Regions from separate parts of the Zea mays genome. Here region 1 is linked to region 2. A link is a contact called in public Hi-C data. All regions are on one chromosome and are shown on one strand. Each heading gives the region's core, a stretch centred on a gene start, on an enhancer-like site or on the middle of the called end of the contact. The rest is flanking DNA. Distances are from core to core; before and after follow the strand shown. Region 1 holds the start of LOC100282440. Region 2 holds the start of LOC100194186.

The links. Hi-C and Micro-C count contacts between places; a contact is called where the count stands out from the background.
Region 1: a Hi-C map of ear shows a contact between it and region 2, with 2.2 times the contacts expected there. The contact joins the promoter of LOC100282440 here to the promoter of LOC100194186 in region 2. A contact is called at or near these places in 8 of 25 Hi-C or Micro-C datasets (bundle sheath, ear, endosperm and 3 more).

The regions. Positions count from the first base shown.
Region 1 is chr5:41,564,911-41,569,094 of Zm-B73-REFERENCE-NAM-5.0, forward strand. It overlaps LOC100282440, which reads left to right and starts at 1,507. Exons shown (of 9, transcript NM_001155351.1): 1 at 1,507-1,795; 2 at 3,819-3,977. The coding sequence starts at 1,622.
Region 2 is chr5:41,378,737-41,383,139 of Zm-B73-REFERENCE-NAM-5.0, forward strand. LOC100194186 reads right to left here and starts at 1,551. Exons shown (of 7, transcript NM_001139233.1): 1 at 1,256-1,551. The coding sequence starts at 1,361. It also overlaps the pseudogene LOC100383530.

The DNA.
Region 1 (4,184 bases), core at 257-2,756, 190 kb after region 2:
AAATACCACCAAACTGGATGCTTAAAACCGGTTTAGAATTAGCCGGGCAAGTTCGAATGTAGGTTTCTTTTTTTTTTTTTCTAATTTTAAGAGTTTGGATCCAAGTGTATCGGATACAACTAAGGGCCCGTTCGGTTGATAGAGAATAGAAGACTAGAACGGTTTTGGTCCAGATTGCTTCTCTAATTTGTATAAGTTTTAATTAACAGGAACAATTCTTAGTCCAATCCTATAGAAACGAACGGACCCTAATGGCGATAATGGATTATGATTCGAATATTTTTTCATGATTTGTTTATCCCCTTAATTAATTTTAATATAAAAATGATAGTAATAGAACCCGATTATAACAAAGCTCATTACCGCCCCTATATAATAATAATAACAACAATAATAACAATAGTAGTAGTATTCCCTCTGTCCATATAATTTGGTCGTTTTAGATTTATTTTAAGTTAAACTATTTAAACTTTGACCACAATATTTTTAAGATTAACTTACTTTAATATATTATTGTAGTTTAAATCATGATAAATCTAGAAAATTTACTTTTGTGTTGTAAAATCTTATCAAATATCCGATATAATTAGTCAAAGTTGATACTAATTAATTTAAAACAAATTCAAAATGACTTAAATCATGTGGAGTGAGTAGTAGTAGTAGTAACAACAACAATAATAATAAACATTTCTTCATTTCCGTTCCCAAATCGCATTCGACAGGAACCGAACTTATGGGACGGCCACAGAACGAGAAAATTAGATTTATGCCATTATGAAACTTAGGATTCGCTCAAATGCCATTATAAAAACACGCTTCACTAAAAAATCATTATCAAACGTTGTCTTACAGATAAAATACCATTTAAAAAGTTATTTAAAACTTAACCTTATTTGATTATATTGACAGCCAGTGACGGTACACTTTTGTCCCTCGAACCAAAAGCGCCGACATCTCAAACCCGACGACGCTCTCTTCTCTATCCTCTGTCCCTTCCACCAAAACCGACGGCGACGTCGCTCTCCTCCACCGGTGCTTGGCGCTCTCCCTCCACCAGCGACGGTCCACCGACGCTCGGCGAGCTCCACTGGCGGGCGCTGGTCAGATCCGCTTGGCAGTCATCCACCTGGCACATCGGGTAGCTCACGCCTCCGTTGGCAGTCCCACCGCCGCCCGGCCCTCCCCCAGCGCCTCCGGTGATCCGGACCGCACCCGCCTGCTCGGCCTAACGACCGGCTCCTGCCCCGCCGCAGCCAAAGCTCCCAGCGTCCTCCCGCAGGCCGAGCTGAAGGTTCAGGGCGCCGGTGGAGTTCGACGACGAAACTCCGTCACGTCATACCTCTCCGCCTCCCGTCTTCCGGACGTCTCCAATCGGGGCTTCCAATATAATCAAATAAGGTTAAGTTTCAAATAACCCCTAAATAGTATTTTGTCTGTAATACAACGTTTGATAGTGGTCTCTTACTCTCTTAGCTTATAATAGTATTTGAGCGAATCCTAAGTTTCATAATGGCATAAATCCAATTTTCTCTACAGGAAACACGGCATCCTCGCTGACGCCGGAGAAGCCGAAGCTACAAGTTCGCCCGTCGGAGCCGCAGCACAGGCGCTTGCAAACGCGATGGGGAGCGCGGACCTGGTGCTCAAGATGGCTTGCGAGGGCTGCGGCAACACGTCGGATCTCTACGGCACGGGGTGCAAGCACACCACTCTCTGCAGTGACTGCGGGAAGTCCATGGCACGCTCCCGTGCCCGCTGCCTCGTCTGCTCCGCGCCCATCACCAGGCTCATCCGGGTACGGATCCACTTCTCCGCTTTATTATTCTTTACCTGCGCGCGCAGCGGGAGTCGAGAGGGCGTTCGATGGCATGACCTCGCGACAGGTACCTTTGCGCTGGCGACCTAGGGTTCGGTTGTGCCGATGGCGGTAATAGTTCGGGGGTTGAGGCATTGGGATGTCTGAAGAGTCTTCAGAATCAATGAGCTGAACTTTGTTGACCTTTGTGTTGGTTTTGGGAATATAATATGATGGGGGTGGGTATATGAATCAAAATTCATTGTAGATGTAATCATATATGGCGACATTCACTTTAGAAATTTAGATGATTGCTGATTCAAGTTTGCCGCTCATCTTTTTGGGGAGATAATTGGTTTTTTGCCACTCACAAGATTGTCTTCTTGTTATAATTACCACTGTGTCTATGAATTGTGGGTCCAGCTGGGTCTATGAAATGTGGGTCTGATGACAATTTTACAAACCTGTTTGTTGCTGATGGCAAATATCAGAATCTCTCTCTTTTTGGGACACTGGAGTGGCAACCAATAGCCATAGTTCATGCAAGAATAGGTGTTACTAGATGACACTGACTGCCTGGGCATTATTATGGAAGAGCAATCACTTGCTTGTTGAACTAGGCCAATATAACTTGGAGGATGTGATGATTTGCTCACTCAAATAAACAAAAAACTTATAACTTTACAAAGGTTGGCCTTGCGCAGTGGATCACAATTTGTTTTAAAAACATTGCATAGTTGAGATTCGGTGTAATGACAGTATAAACATGTGGTGATTCTAAATCTATATTCTACTAGTATATATAGTGTCACCAAAAACAGTAGTTGCTGGCTCAATAACTTCTAAGCTCTTCCACTTGATAAAGGATCTGAAAGATTACTGCTAGAGCACATGACAATTAAATTAATGTTTCTTTTTAACTTTAAGAATCTACTGCATTGGATAAGTGGCACTTTTTCTGCCCCTTGGAAATGACCTAAGCTAAACAAAAGGAAAAAAAACACTCACTCAGATTTGGTCGCGATAGAGCCTGACCATTAGAGGTAGATTATGATGGACAGATGGAGGAAGAAACCAGTGGCACGAGAAAAGAGATATATCACTCAAATGGCATTTATGGTAATGTATTGTGATGATTGAACAATTTTTTGAGGTGATATCAGCCATTTTTTGTTCATACAGTGTATTTGTGCTTCGGGAAAATACTAACCAGATGGTGTGAGTTACATTTCTAATATATTTTGTTGAAATCATTTGCAGAAAAAATTAGATTAACTGGAGACTAGAATATTGGTCTATTGTGGCAATGAAGTATTTCACCGGGAATCTTACACTCCTAATTCCTAAAGAGTGCTATAGTATTGGAATTTACTTGGCAACAATGTAATACATCTTAATTTGAGACAGTACAAGTGACCAGTGGTGTTTAAGTTCTATTAGTAGTCAAACAAGCTTCAGAATGGTAAACCATTTAAAAAAATGACTTCATTTTTTGTTCATGTAAGCCAAACTCGAGTTGGTAGAAGGAATATACCAAATTTTTTTGTTCTGTTCTGGTGAAGTGATCCCTTAGACATGGCACCTATGCTGGTGATGACAATTCAACCAGACTGATTGGCTTTGTTTTGTGTCTACAAGTTTGGAATCTATCAACCTCTTTATGTTTTGTCTACAAGGCACGCCATGTAAGGACATGTTAGATTAGAGTTCATGCTAGGTTCACAATTCTAAAGTGCTTAATGATGAATTACTCAATGCTGTTGCATGGGTTCAAAGGTGAGGCAAGTGTTGGGTCTGCCTGGATGCCTAGGCCGTAGGCGTTGCCTAGGCGATAATGTGCCACTGTTTCCCAAGGTGAGCTGTGTACGCCTAGACGATGCCTTTGAAACACGGTGATGTGGTTTACCTATCAGAAGGATTTTTTCCTTTTTTTTTTCATTGCAGAATTCCAGTATGCATGTCATTTGTAGGTTTGCATTGGATTAATTTGTTGATGTGTCAGTATCAATCATTTTTTTGGCAGGAATATAATGTACGAGCTAATTCTGTTATGGATAAGACATACTCTATTGGACGATTTGTCACTGGTTTACCTCCTTTCTCGAAAAAGAAGAATGCCGAGAACAAGTGGTCTCTCCATAAGGAGGGTCTGCAAGGCCGTCAGATAGCCGAGAATATGCGGGTATGTATTATATTTATTTTTTCTTTTCTTTTATATAACTGAAGCACTTTTAAGTTTTAATCTAGAAAAATCAAGCAATGCAATGGAGTCTTGTTTCAGTTTCTTGTGAATAGTTTTAGCCATATGTTACATTCTTCACCTGTTTTTAGGCGAGTATACATCATTGCTCTTTAGTTTATTTGAAAATGTGCTCTCTATTTTCCATAA
Region 2 (4,403 bases), core at 301-2,800:
CATGCTTAGCTCACAAAATAAACCAGAATAATCTGCAGAACATGTCCCTTTGGTAAGGAAGCAGAGACTAATAGAACTGAGAAGTGCCCCCTGAATTAGAGTGCTGTTTCTTGGTTGGCTCATGAACCTATAAACAACTATAATTTAGCCATAATATATGCCAGGATCTGTAATTTCCAAACATTCCCTAGACAATTCCAATTATTTTGGCCTTGCCTCCTGTCAACAAGAGAATAAGAAAGCAGAGAATTTTCATGAGGTACAAGGAAAAACTATGTTTGGCCTCACAAAGTTTAGACGCAAGTATATGAAAGGGGCAACTCCTAAAAGGATACGGCTTTTTAAGGCTGAAAAGGCACACACAAAGAAAGGCACAAGAGTCCAAGAAACAGTTGCTATTCAAGTGGTGTAAATTTAGAATTTCATTTCATACTGATGGGAGGGGGGAAGAGCTACTCAAATGACTAATTACAAATCAAGTTCTCGATTTCATTAGAAAGTCACTCTGGCATTGCTGAGAAATCAGGTTGTTGAATTCATTTACATGTTAATAATAGCTTTCTAAAAGCAGGAAAGGATAAATTTCACACATTCTGATCTGAGGCCTTATAGCCTACAGATGATCCAAGCTGTCCTAAAAAAAGATATTGTGGTGGTACTCAAATCATTTCATAGCTACTATATGATAAAGGTTCATTAAATTCTTCTGGTAAAGTCATCTCATGCTAATAATCTCTGGACGCAAACATTATTCTGTCCCACAGCAGAGCATGACACAGATTGTATTTCAAGTGCTTCCTCCATTTCAAAATGTAGGGTGTATTACAAATTTGTATGTTAAGTGCGCAAAAGATACATCGGTAGATTTGTATTCCACATGTTTTTTTAGTAAGATATTGGTTTGCAGTAATTGGTAACATATTGTATAGGAAATTAGTGGTGAAAGTATATCTCACGAGACTTTCTCGGATCTTAATACACGAAAGAACTAGCTGTAGTATACCTGGGGGTGTTCTTATGAGTTGGCTACAAGTTTTGTCCATAATAAATTAAACATGAATAGTCTGCGGAACATGTCCGTCTAGGATGGAAATGAGAATCCACGAATTAAACTGTAAGCAAGACATCGAAGAAATGATACACTGAATAAGAGTGCCGATACTTGGTTGGCCCGTGAGCCTATAATCTAGCCGCAATTAAGTTAAATCCCACTAAGCCAAACCAACTCACTATCTAGCCCATGAGGCAGACTGACCTGAGTCGCCAACGACGAGTACACGAACCTGGCCGCAGGGCGGCCCGCCGCTAAGGTCCCGTCCGTTGCCGCCACCAGTACCGCCGCCGTCCTTCCAGAACAACATCTCCTATTCCCTCCTCTTCCACCTCCTCCTAACCCCAATCAAGCAGCAGCAACTAGATCAACGGATCCGGAGGCGGAGGCGCCGGCGCTGTCGTCGCCAGCCGCATCTGGGAGGTGGGGTGGAAAGGGATCCGAGAGGGTGAGTAGCAGCAGCGTCAGAGGGAGAGGGATGTTTCCCGGTGGGACGGAAGGATTTGCGGCTGCCGGGGAGTTGGTTGGTTGGTCGGCTGCCGTATACATGCGACGGTACGAGCCCCTTCCGCTGCTGTAGTGCAGTAGTTCGGCGGCCGCCGATCGGCCACGGAGGGATAGGGACGCAGGCAGATATGATGAAGAAATCTGTGTATATTAGGTATATGCGTTGCCACGGTTTTTTTGGTTTGAACGTTTTTAGTCCAACTCAACCCTTTTAGACCATTTGGTTCTTTCAACCAGTATCCAAATTTCGAGTCAATTCTTGTTTTACCAGCTGATGCAATTGATAGATTTCCCAAATTCAGGCAAGCAGGATACAAACCCTTTATAACACTTCATTTCTTTTGTATACATTGGCAGATACTTGGATGCCCAACTTGACAAAAAGAATACAAGACAACGAAGAAAGAAGGATGAAAACAGGCCTGTCACCATAGTCGAGAAACATAAATCCTGAGACGAATGTTGCATTTTGTACCATATACGGGAACTAGTAGGATGCCCGTGCCTTGCTACGGCAGCTTAAAAATTAATAGAAAACAGTGATATGATATAATTACAATCTTTGATTGATGATTTTGTAGCTAACAAACAACGCCACCATCAAAAAGGACACAAGTTAAATAGGCAAGTTATTCTCAAAAGATTTCATTAAGCCAACTTCAGTAGTACATATGATTAACATGTCTGGATCTGTAGTTTATCTAGAGCTTTCTTGATGTCTGCCTCCGCCAAATCAAGATCAGCAAGATGCATGTGTGCTTGTGCCCTTTTCTATAAGGTCTCCACATTTGTGCATTCAGATTCCAGGACCTAAATGCCAAAACTTATTGTAAGAAAAAAAATCATTCCAAGAGCGTGGGTTGATGGTTGCGTTTAAACAATAATTCGTATGAAATGCCTACATAATTTGATCTATGTAGTAGGGATCAATCGATATGCCAAATAGCATGATTTAAATGGAATTCAAACTCCAGTTAAAGTTTTGCTTTTTCAACAGTATATTTTAGATCAAAGCAGCATGGATGCTATAACACAAACAAAAGGACAAGGATCAAAACTATAGTAATGAAACAAAAGTTCAGCTAAGTACACCAGCAATTACCAAAACAACACCACAAGCAGACTAATAGTGTAACATACAAATTTTTTAATTCTTTGTTTGTTTTTTGGTTGTGTGCATGTGTTTTGGTGGGTGGGTGTTTTTTTTGGGGGGGATTAGGTATACTTAACTTTCCCATCAGAAAACTTGACTAAAAACGATAAGGAAAAAAATAACTACAGGGTCCATGTAAAAGATCTGTGGATAACATATGTTGATTTCTCATGGGAAACAAGAAAAGAAAACAGTGGTTCAAGTTGCTTACCTTTTTAGATGTTTCATCAACATGTGTCTGGTCTCCTTTTTGATACTTTGCATGCACAAGTGGTTTAGCATCATCTCTGCTATTGTACGAGCCTCTTTTGTTGTTAAGATGGTTGCCTGCAATTTGTTAGCACACACAGAAAATTTCGCGCGCACACAGAAAATTTTCTGCTTCTAAGTGGGTTCCCTGGTCTATATAGCACACACATAAAATTTGGCAACTATACTATTGAAACAACTATATCGCCACAGTACATGTGCTCTGATCCATCCCAGGAAAAGCAATCCTAATTCGCTACACATAGCCAACACAAAACTTGACTGGACATAATACCTCCCTAATATCTATGCTTGCAAGATAGTGACTACAACTAATCAGCTACACGTGCAATAGAAACCAGATGACAATGTAACTGTACAAGTACAAAAGCTGTAAAATCAATAGAATACAATTAAACAAAGTAAATTTGCAGGAAACAAATATCGGGATATGACAGGCAACAGAAAAGCAACCAAAAGTAAGTTCCTGCTGCAAGGGTGCTATCCTGGTGCTCTTCGCACACCAGTTAAATATGCAACTATGAAATGCCAAAGGTCATAGCACCTGAGTGTGTGTGCTTCGATTCAAAAGGATCTCCCAAACACCTAAGGGACCAACAGCTTCCAGAACTCAAAAGATTAAACTGACATGCGACTACTAGCAGCAGAACACAAAACAAACCTCTGCTGCAAAGAGGGTTCCTTGATCCATATAGCCCGCACAAAACAATAGGCGCAATTGAAAGAGCTATATCGACACTTATTACGGTGCTTTGATCCGTCCCTGGTAAGGGAAAGCTAAACACCAACTCAAAACTCAATTGGATGTACACCCCGACAGTGACTACACCTATTCTTATAGTTTTTGGCGAGGTCGGTGAGGACATGGGTGGCGCGCTTGGTGGCGGTGAGGTCGGCGTGGCGCCACGAGGACATCAACCTGCACACAGATCTCACAAGCAAGAGCTGCGTGGGAGTGGCAGCAGCAGATCTCGGGGGTGCTCGCGGAGCCGTCCTCCTTGTTGCCATCATCGACATCGGTGCTGCTGAGCGAGGACGCGGTGGTCTATGCTGCAGCGGCAGATGCCTCCGGGACGGAGGTGCTTGCCGCCAGCGAGGACCCCGAAGGCGTGCCAAGGGGGGCAGGAGCCGGCGGCGCCGAAGACGAGGTACGAGGTGGCGGTTGAGGACAGAGGTGGGGTCACCACCTCTAGATGCAAATCTTCTCGGGGTGCGTTCCCATCTACGCCACCACCAGCTTCTTGAGGTCATCGATGGTCCTTGTAAATGTTTTATTACTTTAACAAACATTGGTTCATAAATATTGATTTAATGGTTGCATATGAGCCTCATTCAATCACTTGTTATTCAAGCAGTGCTAGGCTAAATTTATATAAACATAGGCGGTACCATAAAAAATAGAAACATACATAATGAACTATT